7 separate regions of the Mus musculus genome follow, and regions 1, 2, 3, 5, 6 and 7 are each linked to region 4. The links are chromatin contacts, called in public Hi-C and HiChIP or PLAC-seq maps. All regions are on one chromosome and are shown on one strand. The core of a region is the stretch at or near the end of the contact, and the rest is flanking DNA. Distances in the headings are between cores, read along the strand shown. Region 1 overlaps Bbs9 (Bardet-Biedl syndrome 9 (human)). Region 2 overlaps Bbs9 (Bardet-Biedl syndrome 9 (human)). Region 3 has its middle 14 kb from the start of Gm39311. Region 4 holds the start of Bmper (BMP-binding endothelial regulator). Region 5 overlaps Bbs9 (Bardet-Biedl syndrome 9 (human)). Region 6 overlaps Bbs9 (Bardet-Biedl syndrome 9 (human)). Region 7 overlaps Bbs9 (Bardet-Biedl syndrome 9 (human)).

Region 1 (2,887 bases), core at 27-2,526, 440 kb after region 4:
CCTATATGCATCCATTACTCTTTGAACTCCTGCACAGACTAAAGCCAGCCCTGGGAGTTTTATTATGAAGGCATAGCAAGGATCTAATTTTTCTTGCTATTGTTGGTTTGTTTGAGACAGTCTCTCTCTATAGCTCTGGCTGTCCTGGAACTCAGCAATGTAGAGCAGGCTGGCACTGAACTCAGAGATCCGTCAGCTTCTGCCTCCCGAGAGCTGGGATGATAGGAGCTCACCACACACCGAGCAAGAACATAATTCTTAGCCACTTTTAGTGCTGCATTAGGTTACATGTAGAGGACAATGAATGGACTCCATTCTGTAGCATCTCTAACAGGGAGGCTCCTGTAGAATTCCTCTACCATGCAGCTTTCAATTCTAAACCTGGGATTAGAATACATTTTTCACCATGACCATTTTGCATGGCTAATATGAGCAGAAATCAATGTATATGTCTCATTAAAAGCCTGACTTACACATACTATATCCATAAAATGATAAAAACAAAAACCAAAAAAACAAAAACCCTGGCAGTTAGGAGCAGCAAGGCCTGACTACTGTGACCCTCGAAATCAAGGCGGCTCTTGCCAGGATTTGAATTTTCCCTGACGCTAATCTGTACTTGCCAAATGCCTTGCAAATCCACATAAAACTCATTTTAGAAAACAAATTATTCCTGAGAAACTTCATTATACTTAAGAAACCCCTCTCCTTCTCCTTTTAAATGTTCTTCCCAGAAGAATGTAATCACTGTGGGGACATAGCTACTGGCTGAGGCATTTCAAATATATAATACCACTGATACATAAAAAATGTTAAAGGAGAGAGACAACTAATTTACAAGTGACACAGAGAATAACTGCTATTTCTGCACAGCTTATTCACTAAGTAGACATGTAACTCCATCAGCTGAAAGGAAACTGACTCCAATGCCTGTCTCATATAAAACTAAAAATACAACTGATCTCAGGCCTGATTATGGTTTTTACCTCCCCGCCTCTTCGCCCCCCGACAGCTGGCCAAAGTTTTACCTCTGTCTATAAAATGATCTACCTACAGCCAAGTGAAACCCAAATTTAAAAAAATAATAATAATTAACAGAAATCAAGTTGTAAAAAGACAAATGAATATTTTCTGGGCCATGCTCTGTCACTGAACACATTGCTTAGTGGAGCTGGAATCTATGGTTGGCAATGTAGAGCCCATTTTACAAGCCCTGGAGAATGCCACAGTTATCTCTCTCCAAAAACAACATCTACAAGGGCTGAATAGCTTCTAAGTTTAGAATGCTTTGGGCAACAGTCTTCTAGACAGACATGTCTGTGAGTAGGAAGCCACCCACGCAGTATGGAACACCACAGTCCACGAAGGGGAGCAACAACGGGATGAGGAGCTGGCTGGCTGGGTGTCCCCAAGCTCCCCTTTAGCTAAGGCGGTCAGTGTTAGGTGAGTTCTACATGTGGCCAACTACAGTATGCTAGTGATCCACTTCTGACTTCTGAGAACCTGGAGACCCCACAGTGCTGGTGACAATACTGACCATTTCCTCAGACTTCCTGAAATGAAGTAACATTTATATACTCGTACACATATGCACACATGCAAGTACATGACCCCCCCACACACACACACACACTCACATGTAAATAAGCAAACAAAAATAAATCTGTGAAGATGGCCTGGTTCTTCTAAACACTTGTGGCTTTTATGACTTTGTTTTTTAAGGTAAAAGACTTATTTATACCCTTACTACCTAGTAGAACAGGCTTACAACTAGAGTACATAGAAATAATATATATGTACATGGACAATGTACATGCAACAATACAATAAACATACGTACATGCAATATGTCCATGGAATAACACAAGGCAACAAGTAGGATTGCCTGGTTTTGTGTAGCATGAACTGGGGTAAAGGACAGCATTTTTACAATCATGGCCTGTTGGAACACTAGACTTGGAAGAGGCCTTGTTGAAGAGACCCTGTGCTTAGTTTCTTCTCTAAATGCTTCCAGGCCAGAGGCTGCCTTGCTGGCAGCTTTACCTGCCTACAATCTCTGGCACATAGCAAGATTTTCATGAGCAGCTGATATTCTAGAATAAATAAGAACTTGCAATGGCTCTGTAACATGAGAACATCCACAAAGACGGTGACTTACTAGGGCACCATGCAGGATTGCTTGGGACAAGCTTGCCTTCCAGGTGAACAAGATCAAATCTGCTATGTTTTAAGGACAGTTGTAGGCTACATGATTGATTAGGCTGACTGTGTCTGTAAGTAACGAGGATCAACATCCACACTTCTACATGCAAAGCTTATCACAGATTCGTCCAAGTCTTCACTGCTCTCACTGCTCTGAAGATTAAGAGGCTAGGTAAGTCCTTATCACTAGACTGCCTCAGCAACTGCAGGAGGTACCCAGCATCTTGTGCTCCACACACTAGGTGCCAGTACCATCTCCTGCCTTTAGCTGGAACAACCAAAGGCATTTCCAGATGTTGCCAATCAATGTCCTTCTCAGAAGAAAATCACCCTTGTTGGGACCCTCTGGTCTAGAGTCCATGTTCTTATACTCAAAGCACCTTTGATTCCTATCAGCAGTAGAGCCCAGAGTCAGAGCAGAAGACCATGAAAACTGACATTCAGGCACTTGGTATCTCAGTCAAACACTGGAGACTATGAAATACCAAAATGTCTATCAGAAATGTGTTTGGATAGATGATATTAGAAGTTTTATAATTAAATTATAAATACCAGACTAGGTCTGATCCACTAACCAATATGCCCATACTTTCCTTTCCATGATCAAGAAGTATTAATCCAGTATTCCACTTGTGGGATGGGTCCAGGACTTGAGTTTAAATAACCGTAGGTATTGCCTTTCAGT
Region 2 (2,700 bases), core at 156-2,655, 350 kb after region 4:
CTTCCTTCCTTTCTCTTCCTTCCTTCCTTCCTTCCTTCCTTCCTTCCTTCCTTCCTTCCTTCCTTCCTTCCTTTATCTATTTTGATTTTGGTTTTTCAAAAAAAGAAAAAAGCATGAAGTTAGGTGGGGAGGGAGGTATAGAAGATCTGGGAAGAGTTGGGGTGAGGAAAGAATAGGATCACAATATATTATTTGAATTTTTAAATTAATTTTTTTTCACTCCATATTTAATTCACCCCCATTCACCCCCTGACTGTTCCACATTCCATACCTCCTCCCCACCCGCTGTGCAGATGTTTTAATTTTTAATTGTTGCTTTAACAAATACAGGAAGTCTGCCAGCAGAACTTAAAAAAAACATAATTTTTAAAAATAAATATGAGATCGACCAGTTGTCCTGTTTAACAAATATTTAAAAAGAAAGTTAATAAGTAGATGTTTGTTTTGTTTTGTTTTGTTTTGTTTTGTTTTGTTTTGTTTAAAAAGGAGGTTGAACAAATGAGCTCGGGCTTTCTCTGCAGGGTGATGTCACACAGTTGACACACAACTATTAGAGGTTATGATAGAAGGTCAGACAGAAATAAATGTAGCTGCCATCCAGAATACCAAAAAACAAAACCAGACTGCAAGGTGAACAGTGTTATAGTGTCTGTGGGGCAGCTGGCATGGGTGGAGCCAGCAGAAGCAGGGTCCTCTGACTTTCCAGTCATGATACAAAGCCTTCATCAAGGACAATTGTGTGCTTGTGCCTGTGTGTATATGCATGTGTGTATACATATATGTGTGTGTGCCTGGGTGTGTATGTGTGTCTGTGTTCTTCAGTATTCATAGACAGAGATACTTATTAATAACAGGCAATAGAATCATCATCAAGGCTAATCGTGTGTGTGTGCATGTGTGTGTGTGTGTGTGTGTGTCTGTGTTCTTCAGTATTTTTAAATAGTGATACTTACTGATAACAGGCAATAGAATCACCATCAAGGCCAATTTTAAGCAACAAATGTGAAATCAGCAAATTTGGAACTTGGTATATGAAACAGTAGCACAGCCATACTATATTTATTTCTGGTGATTTATTTTCATGTCAGCTAGAACAGCGAAATAATAGAATTAAGAGCCAAGATAAAATAACTAGGAGGGGGTAAAAAGGCAGATTTTACTGACGAAGTCTATAGCTAAGACACTGCTCCAGAGAAAATAGGAAAATAGGATAGTCTCTGCAAATGTTAGCATCCCAAACAGCTCTCCAAACTCAAGGCCTATCTGCCCCCTCTCTATCCCTCTTCATTCATCTCTTCATAACATCTGATTATGCCCCAAGAGAATCCTTGTGGCCTTGCTAGCCTGCCTCATGTTTTAGTTTAGACTCAGCCTAAACCAGGAGCTTGACCAGATGGTAAATACTGTTTGGAATCTACAGACCATCTGGTCTCTACTGCCACTGTTGTGACAAAGGAGCCAAGTTCCATGTGTACATGTGAATGTGTTTGTTGGCTAGGTTCCAACAAAGATTTATTTACTAAGGCAGGTGGTGGCCCAGGTTTGGCCCACAGGCAATAGTTTGCCATTCCTGACCTAACAAGACTAATAGAATGGTGCTCTGCACATCGTAATTCCCAGGCTTGCTACTTACAGGCATTTATTACACAGCTAGATGCCTTACCTTAGAGCATTGCCACCAACACATAGTTTCCACCGTAATTTCAAAGCATCATTGTTCTACTGTAAAACCATGCTGTTGTATATATACAGCCTCAAACTTCTCTCTTAAAAGACTTTGCTTTTTGCAATAGTTTTAGCTATATAGAGAGAGAGATTCAGTAGTTGTGCAGAGCTCCCATACATCCTCTGTAATCTCCCCAAGTCTCTCATTAGTGTGGTGTGGTTTTACAGTAATGAGCTAATGCTGGTGTGTTCCCATTGACAAATAATCCATGCTTTATTGAGATTTCTTTCAGTTCTATATAATGCCCAAAATACCAATGATATTGGTGATTTTGTCTTCTTGGCTCTCCTTAGCTGTGACAGCTTTCCAGAATTTCCTGCTTTGATGGCCTTGATGGTTTTGAGGTCTATTGACTGGCTATACTGTTGTGTGGTAATCCAGGCAACTGGCTTCTCTACTGCATTCATGTTTGATCTATTGTCTGTCTCCCTCCATTATCGCCCTACTTTTAACACTTGGTTCTACCTCTAGCCTATTTGCCTTTCTACTGCTGTTTCATCTGGTGTTTTCCTTATGTTGAGACTGTGGAAATACTAAGAGTGAGTTCTTTCATAAACTTGCTATATTAATATGGCCTCTGAGCGATTCATTTGCTTTCAAAGGTGAAACCAAATAGGTAGTGAAGGGAGAGGCCACAGAGGGGAAGGAGGCAAAGCCCAGAGCAGTATGAAGGTCTGCATCATGGAGTAGACTCAGCACGACCTGGGACAGGCACTGATCATAGAAGACTGGCAGCTCCCCAGGCCAGGCCCACCCAGCACCTTCTTCAGCACACGGAACTTTCTTTAGCTCTACTTTTTAATTTTCTCAGCATATTTTTGTGGAATCAAAGAACTTTTGTTTTTTTTTTGGGTTTTTTGTTTGTTTGTTTGTTTGGGTTTGCTTGTTTGTTTGTTTGGTTTTTTGAGACAGGGTTTCTCTGTATAGCCCTGGCTGTCCTGGCACTCACTTTGTAGACCAGGCTGGCCTCGAAC
Region 3 (2,700 bases), core at 156-2,655, 340 kb before region 4:
CTTATGTTGTATTGGAAGAACAAAGGTCTAGGGATACAAGGAACGCTAAACACACAGAGTTGTCTTTTCTAAGAAAAAGATGTGTAACATGTTTTTCCACCAGAAGGCTGATAATGGAGGTGATTAATAGTGTGGTGATCTTCATGATTTGTAGGGCCAGGCCATACAGAGCTGCCACAAGTAGGCCAGAGGTGGCTAAGAGTCTAGATGACCTTTGCATTATCTAGATAGGCAGTGGCTCTCCCAAGCTCTCACCACTAGGATAGGTGATCTCTGTTTTACCTGTATGCACAAGGAATTTCCCCACACTCCCATAACAAGCACAGGAGGAAGCTAATAGCCCCAAATACCTCTACTAGCTGCATCCTATACCACACCAAATTCTCTCCTAGGCCTTTACGGTAACACATGTACCCTGTCTTTAGAACATCTTTATGGATGTATTTTAAGAAGAGTGGATTGTGGTACACCAGGAATTTTTTCCCCTAAATTGTACTGTATTTAAATATATTTACAATAAACTACCCAGAGTGAGATTCTAGAAGTTTGAACCAATACCAGCTAGTTTATACAGAACTAGATATCCTTCCTGTTTCATGCTGTTACTCTGCCAGCTGTGGCATTTACAGAGACACTACCTACAGTGCCTTTACAGTAAAACCTTTTTAAGCCCTGGTTTAATTCATTTAATAAATCTTTACAAACAAATTGTCTCTATTCAAATGTTTTCCTTTCTATAAATATTTTATGAGATTTGAATTTTAAGGAAGAGAAGGAAAGAAGTGTATTCTATGGTTTATTAAGACACAAACACTGTATTTTTCTCAGTGTGGGGGAGGGTGTGTGAGAGGTGCAGGGAAGACTGGGAGTGAGGGTGGGAGTTTGTGTGGTATGTATGGGGTGTGAGGGCGTGTATGGAGTGTGGGGTGTGGGGATGTCTGTGGGCTTGTGTGTAGGGTGTTGGGGCTGTGAGGGGTATGTATGTGAGTTGGGTTGCAGGTGTCTGACTTACAGTTCTCTTCATACTTCAATAGAAAGCACCTGGGATCTTTTTTTTTTTTTGCCTTTTATTGGATATTTTCTTTATTTACATTTCAAATGTTATCCCCTTTCCAGATCTCCCCTCCTATTAGCATAAATTCTGGGTTAGGGAGTCTTACATGGGATCTAGATTCTGAGTTCCTTACAAGCATCCAGGTAAGGCTGATGTGGGCAGACCTCAGGCCACATACCATTAATGTTCCTTAGACTCTTTTGGCCATTTTCACTTCAGGTTCTAAAATATAACCTCCTCACTTTGAGATCTATATGCAGAACCTATGTAGCTTCTTGGTATACCTGGGAGTTGTGGATTAAGGGGAACACAGCATTAAACACACTTGACACGTATGCTTATAGGTCACAGGTCTGGAGTCAACTCAGCTCCTCACAGGTCCTGTCTACTCAGCCACTCAGTGCTTAGTATTTATCAGTAAGGCTTTCTATTAAAATGTCAGTACACTATTAACTAAATTTAGGGGAAACCTTTTCATGTTAATAACATGCTTTTCAATAAGTACTTCAATCATACTATTGTGAACATTTATCACAAAATTTTTAGGAGGTGAGTTATCTTTTTACTCCTAATGTATGGTCCCTGAGCTGGAAATAAACCATGTCAGATAGAACTGACAGCAGTTTCATCACTGTCTGAAACTTTCCTTTTGTCTATTCTTTGCTTAAGTGTTTTATTTAGAAACCACAGGAGTCAGTGGAAATGAATCATCTCCTGTCCTCAGCAATGGCCATTAGTCACACTCATGAGAAACAACTGCATCTGAGGCCAGCAGGAGGGCCAGTCCAGGTACTCACAGTTATAATTACAGCATTAAGCCAAACATCTCTGGACCAGGCCAGATGATATATGACTTTCTTGAAGGCAAACAGGATAAGAGTCTTTGGCAGGGATAGGCACATCTTCTTTCTGATGAATGAGGCAAAGCTAACCTAGGAGGCTACTGGAGCCATATGTCACACCAACCAAGCAATTAAAGAGAAATGGTTCTGTACGTTTGAACTTTCTGCAGCCGATCTAGGGATTTCAGGGGCAAGAAAACGTTGGAACAGAAGTAGAGGCTTGCTGATAACATACACTTAGGAGAACACACTAAACAACCTGGCCTGCTACCTACTGTTTAGAGGAAAGAGAAAAGGGAAGCAACTAGGGAACTGACTCGCGGTCAGCAAAATAGTTGAGCTTCTAAATTGGCTGTCTTAATAGAAAGAGAGGAGAGGGACGTGAAGAAAAGGAGCAGTGCATGTGGACATCTATAAACAAGACAAAAAGATAGGCAGAGCACATTCGTAGGAGTGGACTGTACAGCGCAGTAGGGGCGGGGCTACACGTGTTGTATAGCGATTTCCTCTTCATTGAAAGATTTCCTCCTGGAAGGAAAAGAGACGCATGAAGTACATAAGAAACACGTAACACTCAGGCAATTCGTAATACGTCCAAGACATAGCAGGCTCCTTCCTGAGGTCATATAAGCATCAGACAATGGAGGGGAGCAGGCGGGAGACTCCATAGTGGTGTAGTTGTCTACCCAATGCACAGAAAACTGCTGTGGTGCAGTGTTCCTGAGTTGTCATGCATGCATTTTGATGATGCAGCTTCCAGAGAGTTGCCCATGCTGTGTTCACATCTGTCCTGATCCATTCTTC
Region 4 (2,700 bases), core at 107-2,606:
GTGTCAAAGAACGGGCCTTTCAGGTGGATCTGCCAACTGTTGTGGGTTGAAATGCAATCACTTTTTGAAGCGCAATCTCTTTCCTCTTTAAAATATTCTCTTTTCTGCACCAGGTGTCAGTAAAGCATGTCCTTCAAAATAGAAGCCGAGGTCTTCACCTGCCTGAAAACCTGTAATTATCATATCATGCTATTAGTAACCTTTAAAAATAAGATCGCTTCTTTACATTCAAGGTCTGGAAAGTCATGTTTTAAAGATGCTGCCTAGCACCGTGGATTTATTGGAATCCTATGGTGTTGAGAAAAGAGGATGTGCGGGAAACGGCGCGGTCTTTTCCTTAATTGCACAAGAGTGGCTACGATTAAAACAAGGATTGGGGAAAAAAGATTAAATATAAATCAAGGAATTTCCCAACTTCATATAGCAGGGTGCCTATTAGCACTCTGTCAAAGGTAGCAGTCTCTCAGTCCCCCATCTCTCTACCTCTTCATAGCCTTCCCATCCCTTTTCTCTAGGCTTCTCCGCATCCCCACCGCCCGCGAGAGTCAGGCAAGGTGCGCGTTCCTCGTCCTCTCATCCCCGGTCTGCCAGTGCCTCTTCTCCCAAGAAACCACCCAGAGTCCCGGAGGACTGGTCCCTCCCGCCCCCACCCCCCTACCTGTCAGGAAGGAGGAAGCCAGAGACATGGGGACCCCGGAGCAATTGAGCAGCAGCAAGACGCAGCAGGTAATCCCAGGCGAGCGTCGGCAAGGACGCTCAGCCAGAGCCCTGACGCTGAAGAACCAGAGCATCGTCACCTGGAGGGAATCCCGGGCGACTGCAGGTCCCGCGTCGCCGCCTCTGCTCGGCAGCCGCTGCTCGCAGTCAAAAGGGCTGTGGGCCGGCGTGCCGGGAGACAGTCGGCTGAGGGAGGCGGGCGCCCGGAGCGGCGGGGGAGGAGTGGGGGCGCCCCGGGAGGAGGGGTCCTGCGGCCAGCCTCGGCCAATGCGGCGGCTTTTTTCTAAGGGAGTTGCTCTCAGCGGGTTAGCCGTCAGCCCCTCCGCGCCAGAGCTGGGCCGGGAGGAGGGGTGGCTGAGCGGCGGGATCTGGGGAGCGGCGGCGGCGACTGCCGAGTGCGCTCGCAGCTCTGGAGCCCGGCTGAGCTCCGGCTCCCGCACGCGCAGCTCCGGCCCGGCCCCCGAGCGCGGTGTCCGGCCCGCGCGCTTGCTCCGTGCGGGACCGAGGGGCGTACTAGGCTCTGCGCGGAATCCGCAGGGTCGCACGAGGGACTACGATCCTGGCGCCGGAGCTATGCCGGCTCAGAAGCGACAGCGGCGCACGCGAACGCCCAGCCAGGCGGTCTAGCCCAGCCCCGGCCACCGGCCCCGGGGCGCTGCCGGAGCCTGGAAGGCGCGTCTCCAGCGCCCTGCGCACCGCCTCCTCCCGCGCAGAGGAGCCGCCCCCAGCAGGGATGCCACTACCCGCTAGCGCCCGGAGCAGAAGACCCGGCGCTTCCCGCTGCCCCAGCTTCGGAAGGAGCCACGGATCGAATGCAGGAGGGTCCCTCAACTTTCCACAGCCCTTTGACTCCCTCGGGCAAAGGCGGGGGACTCACGAGGCTGAGGGGACAGAGGGACGAGTGACCTTGGAGATCAGGTTCCTGTGCTTATGCCTCTGTGGGCCTGACATTAGGGAGGACAGAAGTTGGAGCGACAGAAAGGGTCGGCTAATGCACGCACAACGGCCAGAGCCTTTCTCCCTTAAAGCGTGGATCGGTGGCTCAGACTCCGCCCTTCCCAGCCGGAGCTGCCCGGGCCAGGGAGGTGCGTTAGACTAATCATTCATTCACTCGCGGGCCAGGGAGGGACCGCTGCCGCTAATCTCCACGCAGGCCGCCTTCGCGGCGGCCGCCCAGCAGGGCACGCGGTGGCAGCCGCTACCCTGCAGCGTTTCTTGCTTGGGCGGCCCTGATGTCCCCCAGTCTCGGTCTTTGATCCCCTCGCCCCGCCACCCGGTACCCGCTGAGTCCCAGCATCCCTCCCACGTCCTGCCCCCCCCACACACACACACACCCGCCCTACACGCACCCGCCAAGCAGTGCCTGGCTCTACTCAAAAGGGGTGCTAATCTAGAAAAGAGAATTTTTATAACTACATTGGGAAGGTGCCAGGTGAGAGTGAAAGGTGCTTGGAACCAATGATCAGCTAGCCTTCTTTGGAGCCTACTGTGATCACATGCTCCCACCCACACGAAGAACAGCCAGCCAGCAGGTGCCCACCCCACATTAGTTCCTGAAGCGCCTTGTGGATCCAAACTCTAATTGCTGACAAGCCTAGTTTTCCCCTAGTCTCTGGCCAGTTTTAGGTAGCATTTGTAGCTGTAGTGAGAAACTCCTTTGACAGTCCTCAGATACACTCCTCTAATGTCACCACATTTACCTGCCCCTGCCTGCCATCCGCATGCTCATTTGTTTTTTTCTAGAGATTTAAAGGGTGCTTTTAGTGAGTGCATCGTGGCCAACATCCCAACACAAGGACCACATCTCTGTGACGTGGACAAGTGGGAGGAAGGAACGCTGTCATTAGCTTAGCATGCTCCATTTCCCTCTCAAAACAGATTTTGTGTAAAATTTAAATTAAAAGAGACAAGAGACAATGTGGTTACATGTTTCCCCCAAATAACACCATGGCTAGATGCCTTGAAAGTCAAAGTGTTGATTGA
Region 5 (2,755 bases), core at 232-2,731, 390 kb after region 4:
ATCTCTCTCCTCTCTCCATCGTTTCCTACTCGTATAAAGCAATTTCAGAGCTGATAATCCCCCATGATGAGCAACGGACTCATCACCCTGAGCCGTCGTTGTGTGCATCCCTTCCCGCTCCCAGCCTGCTTTACATTATCAGTCAACATACGAAGCTTCACGCTTTCCTTCCCGTACCCACAGCCTTCACGAGTTCAGTTCAGCACAGAGTCCAGCTCTGCTTCAAGTTCTGCCCCCTCAGCTTTCCCCTCACATTCTGGCCATATTCATTTAGGTTTTTGAAAAAGTGGCATTCAAGTCATGACAGACAGTTCTAGGAGTTGGAATGACACATGGAGGGGTTCTCAGCAAGGGTTACCCCTCTTCTTCCCTACCCATCCCCCATCTCCTCTCTCCTTCTATTCCTCTACCATTCACTCACTCCCTGTGGTAACTGATGTCTACAGTTTCTTTATATATTTATTTTGTACAAATGAAGAGACACAGCCGCATACTATGATGTCATGTTGTACTTTCCTTTAACAATATGTATAAGTCAACCTGATGAAATTCAAGATGATTTGATCTTGTCAAAGAAGGCACGCCTCTGTGTCTCAATGCATACCTGCTGGTCAGAAGCCAGGCTTTCATCTAAATTGGGACCACATATGTAACTGCAGGAAAATATGGTACATGAACATTGGCAAAACTTCTCTGGAAGCTCTCCATGCAGACACTCAAGAATTAGTTTACAAGCATCCACTGCTTTCAAGGAGCTAATGCCTATCAACCATAGCTAAACCATCTTACACCTTACAGAATTAACAGTCCACAAGGCAGAGGTAGGAACTGAAGGGCAATTCAATTCAACTGGGGTAAATCTGTCTATGGTAATCTACAGGCAAGACTTTTCTGGGGTGAGAGGAGGGAGTGAGGTCAACAAGAACTTCTGGGGGAGGGCTCTGCATGCTGAGAAGTGGGGGAGGAGGGGCCCTGCATGCTGAGAAATGGGGGAGGGGCTCTGCATGCTGAGAAGTAGGGGAGGGGCTCTGCATGCTGAGAAGTGGGGGAGGGGCTCTGCTTGCTGAGAAGTGGGGGAGGAGGGGCCCTGCTGAGAAGTGACACCCACTGAGAGCAGCCCTGGCAAACGGAGCAGGCCGGAAGAAGCAGGAACTCTACAGAGGCAGCTGAATACTAATGGCTATATAGGAAATTCGGCTCTACCATGTCACAAGATGGCGAAAGACAAGGTTAGGAAAGAAAAAAATGCACCCTCTAATCCCCATGGCTGAGGCAGAAGGATTGCCCTAAGTTTAAGACAGACATGATGAGGACCCACATCTGCAAAGACCAAATCTGTAAGGATCAAATCTGCACACAGAGAGCAGCTGACAGATTTGAAACGCCCATAAGAGCAAAAGGAACAAAGAGAACTTACTGAAGCACCCATTCACTGGGCTAAACAGAAGAGAGGGGTCCAAAAAGAGCCTGACCTGAGGATGCCAGAGCCAAGAGACCAGGAACAAGAATAGCCCAGGAGGAGGAAATGGTCAAAGGGACAATGCTGCTCCAAGGGAGGTTCAGAAAAGCCTGGATCCAGAGAAGACAAAAACCAGCGAGACTTCTGGGATCTGGGCAAACAAATGCAGTATAAGCATAAAGAGGTGTGAGCAGGACTCGGCAGAGCTGGGTGCTGTTAGGATACAGAAGGAATTTATATCTTTTTAGGTCAAATAAAGAGCAGAGCAGTATCAGATGGGAGGAGGACTCATAATGAGGTCATGACCTCGGGGACACTGGCCTTATATTTTAACAGAGTGGCCTGAATCTGATTTTGGGATTCCTTAAGTAGCGTGCATCTAATTAGATCTGCTTCGCCATGACATCAGGCTCCACTCTGAAGGGGAGCAGAGCCCTAGACCCTTCCGGTCTCCTTCCCTTCCACTGACCTTATTACCTCACAGAAGCACCACTGGGACAGAGCTGACAACCCGGGAAACTCACTTGTGCCTCATGCAGTCATTTTTCTTAGTGTTGCACTGTGATTTCTTAGACTCTAAACATCAAGGATATAATATTTAGTCTTATAATTTTCTTTGGGAAATATGTCTCTAATTTGTCAAATGCACATTCTTCTTCAATGAAATTTAAGCCAATTTAGAATCATTCATTTGAAAGTTTTGTCTTTATATTAATAACATATGTATTTTATAACATTTTTGGCAAAAAAAGTACTGCTTATATACAGTAATGATTCCTTATTTCTCCTTGCTAAAGAAAAAGAGAGAGCTCTGAAAACAACCACAAGTATATCAACAGCAAACGAGCATTTATATCCAGCTTCCAAATCACGGCTATCAACCTTGGAAGAGAAACAAAGCAACTTAATTCTGGGGTCAAAGGGTCCTTGCCACAGACACTTGGATATCTTCATAGCATGTAGATATTAAAGCTGTTGAATTTACTGTTAAAATTCATTTTCTTGGATGAAATAAATAACACCATCAAGAATTTTAAGATAGGCATAAGATGTAAACAACTGCTGTCTAATCAGAGTTAAAGGCCACTCAACAGGAGGAAAAACATGCTTGACAGAAATGCAGCCAGCTTTTCAGGGATAGTGAGGTCATGGGCCTTAGATAAGACTCTACTATTGCCACTTTGCTAGATCAGCATAATTCTTTATTACACTCTAAATCTCATCCAGCTACCACCCCTCAGCAAAGAGGCCTCTCTTTACAGCAAATAGAGATCGTCACAGCAAACCATGAGTGCA
Region 6 (2,700 bases), core at 34-2,533, 470 kb after region 4:
GCTCAACGACAAGGCTGACTTGAGGCAACAACAGTCCCAAACACCATCACCGTGTCAGAAAAGAGGCCTGTTTCACAAAGCACATCGTCACCAATGTAATTCAGAAAGGCTGTCCTCTTAAAAGCCAATACTGTTTGACCCACATAAACTCCAACATGAAAAACCTATTTTAAAATACACTCATGTTTATGACAAATACCAAATAATAAAAACAGACCTAATAAACAAAGCTATTTTAGATTTGAGGGGTTAAAAGCCAACGCCCACATCTTGGTTTCTAATACTGCTCCTCTGTGAAAGACACGGGAGCCTTGTGGGGAAACACTGATACAAGGACAGGGTAAGCAGCACACAAAGGGGCAGGGTGCATTCTGTAAATCTCAAAACTTCCAAAAGCTTTAGGCACTTGTGTAGACTACCCTGCATCGTCCACATAAACCATCCCTAGCTGCAGTCGGTACAGCATCACCTGCACAAACCATCCCCAGCTGCAGTCGGTACAGCATCACCTGCACAAACCATCCCCAGCTGCAGTCGGCACAGCATCACCTACACAAACCATCCCCAGCTGCAGTCGGTACAGCATCACCTGCACAAACCATCCCCAGCTGCAGTCGGCACAGCATCACCTACACAAACCATCCCCAGCTGCAGACAGTTCTGCCCAAAGCCCTTGGGTTCCTTCTCTTGAGCAGTTTCTTAGCCTCAGCTCCTTGCACACTTGAGGCCAGATGTTTATCTGTGGTGAGGGGCATCATGCACACTGGTGGGGCTTAACAGTGCCTTAAGCCTCTCTTTCCCAGACACAAACAGTATCCTCTTCCTCCCAGGTGACATAATAATAATAATAATAATAATAATAATAATAATAATAACAACAACATCTCTCCAGTCATTGCTGTATGTCCTGGATGAGGATCCTAAATTACCCCTCCCCAAAACTAAGAACTATTTTTAAAATAGTCTTTTCAACAAAACCAAACCAAAATGTTTTGTAACACACTTTTCTTCAGAAAGGGTCAATAACGCCTGTAGCTATCAAGTTATGAAAATCGATTGAGAAGATGTGTGGGAAGTATTTGTGAAATGTCAGCTGTTTCTACTGACCCAAAGGAGTACCAGATGTCCCTGGCTCTATCATGGAGGAACTTAGGACAACAAGAAGCAGGCTGACTTCTGCCTCAGACTTGATGGGGAGAACTCAGAAACCCACAGTGAAGCTGGGCTGGTGATTCACTGTCAAGAGCTTCAGGGCTACTGGTGCCCTTTATGCCTTTTAGGTAAAAAAAAAAAAAAACCCAGATGTGACGTGCCTTTGACCAGACAGTCTGTTCACGCATCAAGAGATCTCATCTCCTACAGCAGAAACGGCATGGCTTACCCCCCCCCCCCCCACACACACACACACTTTCTTTTGCTTTTGCTTTGTTTTCTTGTTTCCTATCTCATCGTATCGCCTTCATGTCTAATAGGTTTCTACTCAAGGCAGTCTGACAAAGTCACTTACCTTATTCTGCAAGAATTCCTTCCAGTAACAACTGACAGCTTACCCTGGCATTAGAGGCCACCGAGAGCCACTGCTGCTCTATGTGCCTCCTTTGAGCAGGGTGATAATTAAGGAACTGAGTTTTCTTTTCTTCTTTTCTTTTTAAAGCCTGTCTGGACTGGGACTCCAAACCACCCAAGTTTAGAACCACAGAAGACTGTAAGAGAAACCCGGGGCTGCCAGTTTTGTGCTCTGTTTTAAGAGCTGTTAATAAGTGATTGCTTTAGTGGTTCATATTTTGCTAGACTATTTTAAAAAGAGGAAATCATTTAACTGCTCAACAAGTAAGTCAATGTGCCCGTCGTTTATGTCTAATAACTGTTTTGGAAGTATTTGGAATTTCTGGATATAATGAAATCATCCTGTGAGCATCAAAACAGAAGAGTTGGATCACTGTGTGTACCCTCTGCTCCCCCTGCCTCATCTGTGGACCCTTACTCCAAGAGACGAGTGTTTATACAGTGTTATTAGTGACTTTTGGTAAGCCGTCTTTGTTTGATCATAGATATCACAATGACCTTTAGTCACAGTACAGAGAATATCCTGGAACAAATTTGGGAATGGCAAGTCTTAAAAACCTTGGGCTCTGATTTTAAATTCTTTCAACTGGTGGGTAACTTTAAATTTCCCTCAGGTTTATAATTGAAGAATGGACACTGAAATGTGTACTCTGCTTTGGTAACAAATGTAAGGGAAGCGCACAGTGACCCAGGTGGTGTCTTACCAGTCTCCCCTCCTCTCTGTGCCTACCTGTACTCCTGCATCAGGCGCAACAAGTGATGGCCTGAATTAAAAGCAGAGCTTCTCTTTTGATTCTCTCTTCTGTATTTATTCTCTGCATCCTGGATATGGGTAAATAAATGTCTCTTCCAGCAAAGATGGGAAGTTCAGGATAGCTGTCTTGCATAACAAGATCCTAGATGTCAGAGCCTGCTAAATAACTATGCCATTGCATTCTAGGAAGTAGCAGTTGGAGCTGTGACTAAAAAGTGGGAGGAATCCACCCATTCAGTGGGTTCACATTTTAATGTAGAACTCAGGGAAGGCGCTAACTGGAAAGGATTGGGGTTTAGCTCTTTGTAGTTATGATTGTGTGTTGGGTTTCCTAACTAGACCCCATCTCTGAACCAAGTCTCACTATTCCTCTCCTGGGA
Region 7 (2,700 bases), core at 35-2,534, 490 kb after region 4:
GTCAAAATGCAGAGAACTGACTATGGGTGTCCAACCTCAGTTAATAAGTCAATAATAGAATCCCTACAGTTAAGGGCCAGGAACATTGTAGAAGATGGGTCAGAAAGATAGTAAGAGCCAGAGAACCAAGATATCTGCTGGGCAAAAGTATTTACTGTATATGACAGGGAAGCTGCACCCATGAAATCTCAACTCTATGGCTGTGTGACTAGGACCCGAGAAATGGCAAGGCCAACGGTAATGCCAGTGTGGAGGGAAGAAATTTCATAAGATACCACTCCTTGATGAAGAGCTATCAGGAACTAAAGTTACTGCAAGAGGGAGAAACAGTCTTCTCTAGAGATGAACTCCCTGATAGGTTATAGGTTATCCCAGTTCCAAATAGTTAGTCATGAACTCATGTAAACGTGAGCAACACTAAATGAACTCAGCAGGTGCTGCTTATAAAGTGTGTGAGTGTGTGTGTGTGTGTGTGTGTATAACAATTATAATCAAAGATAAGAAGCCATGAATTTGAGGAGTATGAGGGCAGTGTAAAAAAAGATAGAAAAAGGACAAGAAATGTGGAAATTATGGAAATAGAGCACTCTTTATGACATTCTCAATAAATAAAAGAAAATAAATGATGCTTGAAAATTAACAATTATCATATATACATCAAAAATCTAATTTTAAAATGTACTATGGCAACATATATGTGCTATAATACTTAAAATTTTTATTTAAACTATAGATATAACATAAACTTTCTCCACATTTTTTACAAGACTAGAAGCTGAGCATATTAATAAGGTGATAAAATTCCATGTAATTTTATTTTCCTCCTCATATGATTCCAAATTTTGTGCATGCCAAATTTTTCAAGTTATGTGCATTGGCTATTCATAAAGTATGAAATTACTTAAAGGATAATGCTTATATCAGCCCCATATCAACTGATTTAATTCCAGTTGGCATCAACAAAATTAAAAGATCTGCTCTATAAGAAATCTTTTCTATAAATGTGAAAGGCATGCAAACAGCACAAGCTGAAACGGAGAGTTCTCGACATAATTGTATCTCTTCAGACTGAACACTAAGGCTGATAGCACTAATGGGCCGAAGCTAGAGCGGCATGAATAATACATCACTGTGCCAATCAATGGAACCGCATTACACGCTGATGGAAAACAAATGCCCAGAGTAAAAACACAGGCATTCAAATGCAGCTATCACCTACTCCCCACAACATCAGGGTGTGGGAGGGCTGGGACAAGTCTGCCAACAGGATCCCAAGATATGCCAAGGGAAAGGCACTAGACGGTGATCAGGTGACGGGAACTTTCTGATGACTACACATGCATTTCCATGTAACTACTGTGTCCTCTTCTACAAAATCCGTGAGGCTAGAAAATTCAACTGTTTAATTAACATATGCAATTTGTACAAAATTAAATGAATTATGCTGGAGAAAAATAAACAAGCAAACTCGGCAGAGTTATCTCTACCTCTCAGTCAAGGGTCTGCTAACGAGGCAGTGGAGGAACTGATTCTGTTTCTAGACTCTGGGTGGAGCGGCTAGGTGATTGACGAAACGTGCCTCAAGGAACATGCACGTCTCCTTACTCATGCACAGCTGTTACAGATCAGAGCCTTGGGAGAGAATGAGGGAGAAAGAGACCAGCATATAAAAGGCTGTTTGACTCTAAAATCCTGCAAGGGAAACTCTTAGCGCAAATGTTCTACAAATGATACCGCACAGGAGTATTTTAGAACCAAGAAAAGCATGCTATCAGGAGACCTGGCTTGGGGATGTTCATGACAGCTCCCTCACAGACCTAGTTATAAGTGATGCCATTTTCAGTTCAGATCATCTTCCATGGTATAGTGAACTAGATTAATCTGATCTTCTCTATTAAATTATTTCTGGGACAACACTAAAGCAAGGAGATAAAACACTATACTCATGGCTTAACACTTGAGTTTAGCAGTCAAAAAATGAACACCTGGAGTGAATGGCACTGGCTGGTCTTCTAAGGAAGCTTTTAGGCTTATTCACAAAAGGTATATGTAATCACATTGCACAGCAATCACACTGCCAAAGGGTAATTTCTGAAGTAACTTAAGAAAAATAATATAACCTAAATGTTTAACGGACTAGAGTGCATTCCCATGGCTCTTTCCTCTTGGTGATCATTTTGAGATCAAAACTATGATGGACTGCCCCGTTAAGTGCTGCTCCAATTTGCTCTTCTTCATTAGTGCTAAGTCCCTTCAAATCTTAAGAAAAGACATCTAGTGATAAAGCAGAGCTAAGTCCATTGTATACCAGAGTCATTCCTACTAAACACATGGTGCTTATCTTAGTCTATTCAGCTCTGAGGATACCATGCCCTCCACACCAGGAAGACCTACAATGCACCAGTTTTGTTTTGGTTCCTGTTGTTGTTTGGTTGGTTTCATTTTTTACCTTGATGTCATGCAGAGGAGTTCTCTCCCAATTAGCCACAGGTTCATGGTGGCTCAGAGCTTCCTCAGACAGGTCTCCTATGTACAAGCTGGGCTCAGAAAATGAAACTCACAAACAGAGAAATGCAATGTCAAGAGAGGAGTACAATCCTTTTGGCATTTTAGCTCCTTGGCATAATTGTCATTTTCCTGATGGATTTACCTACATGAAATTTAAAGTCCATGTGTTCTCATCAGCTTGCACATTAAGCA

Evidence for each region. Hi-C and Micro-C count contacts between places; a contact is called where the count stands out from the background. HiChIP or PLAC-seq counts read pairs in DNA pulled down with a chosen protein or histone mark.
Region 1: a Hi-C map of myocytes shows a contact between it and region 4, with 2.2 times the contacts expected there. The contact joins the enhancer-like site here to the promoter of Bmper in region 4. A contact is called at or near these places in 7 of 39 promoter capture datasets (the 3T3-L1 cell line, frontonasal cranial neural crest, hippocampal neurons and 3 more), 3 of 484 Hi-C or Micro-C datasets (muscle stem cells, myocytes and nephron progenitors), 13 of 115 datasets of contacts at active chromatin or transcription factors (the NIH/3T3 cell line, VIP interneurons, astrocytes and 10 more) and 3 of 9 other capture datasets (adipose tissue, embryonic stem cells and liver).
Region 2: a contact with region 4 is called in an H3K4me3 HiChIP or PLAC-seq map of embryonic limb bud, with 5 times the contacts expected there. The contact joins the enhancer-like site here to the promoter of Bmper in region 4. A contact is called at or near these places in 8 of 39 promoter capture datasets (the 3T3-L1 cell line, 3T3-L1-derived adipocytes, embryonic stem cells and 4 more), 1 of 484 Hi-C or Micro-C datasets (nephron progenitors), 5 of 115 datasets of contacts at active chromatin or transcription factors (astrocytes, craniofacial prominence, embryonic forebrain and 2 more) and 1 of 9 other capture datasets (liver).
Region 3: a Hi-C map of pancreatic cancer cells shows a contact between it and region 4, with 3 times the contacts expected there. The contact joins the enhancer-like site here to the promoter of Bmper in region 4. A contact is called at or near these places in 1 of 39 promoter capture datasets (the 3T3-L1 cell line), 1 of 484 Hi-C or Micro-C datasets (pancreatic cancer cells) and 2 of 115 datasets of contacts at active chromatin or transcription factors (the NIH/3T3 cell line and astrocytes).
Region 5: an H3K4me3 HiChIP or PLAC-seq map of embryonic stem cells shows a contact between it and region 4, with 2.7 times the contacts expected there. The contact joins the enhancer-like site here to the promoter of Bmper in region 4. A contact is called at or near these places in 11 of 39 promoter capture datasets (the 3T3-L1 cell line, 3T3-L1-derived adipocytes, the HPC-7 cell line and 7 more), 4 of 484 Hi-C or Micro-C datasets (the N1E-115 cell line, nephron progenitors, stem cell-derived cardiac mesoderm and 1 more), 7 of 115 datasets of contacts at active chromatin or transcription factors (astrocytes, craniofacial prominence, embryonic forebrain and 3 more) and 2 of 9 other capture datasets (embryonic stem cells and liver).
Region 6: a contact with region 4 is called in an H3K27ac HiChIP or PLAC-seq map of microglia, with 4 times the contacts expected there. The contact joins the enhancer-like site here to the promoter of Bmper in region 4. A contact is called at or near these places in 15 of 39 promoter capture datasets (the 3T3-L1 cell line, the C10 cell line, the HPC-7 cell line and 10 more), 3 of 484 Hi-C or Micro-C datasets (the HPC-7 cell line, cerebellar granule neurons and cranial neural crest), 13 of 115 datasets of contacts at active chromatin or transcription factors (bone marrow-derived macrophages, craniofacial prominence, embryonic basal ganglia and 10 more) and 2 of 9 other capture datasets (liver and pancreatic islet).
Region 7: a contact with region 4 is called in an H3K4me3 HiChIP or PLAC-seq map of embryonic basal ganglia, with 5 times the contacts expected there. The contact joins the enhancer-like site here to the promoter of Bmper in region 4. A contact is called at or near these places in 10 of 39 promoter capture datasets (the 3T3-L1 cell line, 3T3-L1-derived adipocytes, the C10 cell line and 7 more), 16 of 115 datasets of contacts at active chromatin or transcription factors (the NIH/3T3 cell line, bone marrow-derived macrophages, craniofacial prominence and 9 more) and 4 of 9 other capture datasets (adipose tissue, embryonic stem cells, liver and 1 more).

Annotation. Positions count from the first base shown.
Region 1 is chr9:22,784,635-22,787,521 of GRCm38.p6, reverse strand. All of the region lies in intron 19 of Bbs9 (Bardet-Biedl syndrome 9 (human)), which reads right to left. Among named protein-coding and RNA genes, the nearest start is that of Gm39309, 19 kb to the left of the region's middle. Within about 2 kb of position 1,276, at least 4 of the 459 cell types and tissues checked have an H3K27ac peak or open chromatin away from gene starts, as enhancers often do. A contact at or near this core is called in microglia and myocytes, where this site is marked.
Region 2 is chr9:22,874,191-22,876,890 of GRCm38.p6, reverse strand. The region is part of intron 21 of Bbs9 (Bardet-Biedl syndrome 9 (human)); the gene reads right to left. Among named protein-coding and RNA genes, the nearest start is that of Gm39309, 71 kb to the right of the region's middle. Within about 2 kb of position 1,405, at least 8 of the 459 cell types and tissues checked have an H3K27ac peak or open chromatin away from gene starts, as enhancers often do. A contact at or near this core is called in embryonic limb bud, where this site is marked.
Region 3 is chr9:23,566,331-23,569,030 of GRCm38.p6, reverse strand. No RefSeq gene overlaps it. Among named protein-coding and RNA genes, the nearest start is that of Gm39311, 14 kb to the left of the region's middle. Within about 2 kb of position 1,405, at least 39 of the 459 cell types and tissues checked have an H3K27ac peak or open chromatin away from gene starts, as enhancers often do. A contact at or near this core is called in pancreatic cancer cells, where this site is marked.
Region 4 is chr9:23,221,732-23,224,431 of GRCm38.p6, reverse strand. Bmper (BMP-binding endothelial regulator) reads right to left here and starts at 1,356. Exons shown (of 15, transcript NM_028472.2): 1 at 659-1,356. The coding sequence starts at 791.
Region 5 is chr9:22,836,292-22,839,046 of GRCm38.p6, reverse strand. All of the region lies in intron 21 of Bbs9 (Bardet-Biedl syndrome 9 (human)), which reads right to left. Among named protein-coding and RNA genes, the nearest start is that of Gm39309, 33 kb to the right of the region's middle. Within about 2 kb of position 1,481, at least 28 of the 459 cell types and tissues checked have an H3K27ac peak or open chromatin away from gene starts, as enhancers often do. A contact at or near this core is called in embryonic stem cells and stem cell-derived cardiac mesoderm, where this site is marked.
Region 6 is chr9:22,755,979-22,758,678 of GRCm38.p6, reverse strand. The region is part of intron 19 of Bbs9 (Bardet-Biedl syndrome 9 (human)); the gene reads right to left. Among named protein-coding and RNA genes, the nearest start is that of Gm39309, 48 kb to the left of the region's middle. Within about 2 kb of position 1,283, at least 8 of the 459 cell types and tissues checked have an H3K27ac peak or open chromatin away from gene starts, as enhancers often do. A contact at or near this core is called in microglia, where this site is marked.
Region 7 is chr9:22,734,040-22,736,739 of GRCm38.p6, reverse strand. All of the region lies in intron 19 of Bbs9 (Bardet-Biedl syndrome 9 (human)), which reads right to left. Among named protein-coding and RNA genes, the nearest start is that of Gm39309, 70 kb to the left of the region's middle. Within about 2 kb of position 1,284, at least 13 of the 459 cell types and tissues checked have an H3K27ac peak or open chromatin away from gene starts, as enhancers often do. A contact at or near this core is called in embryonic basal ganglia, where this site is marked.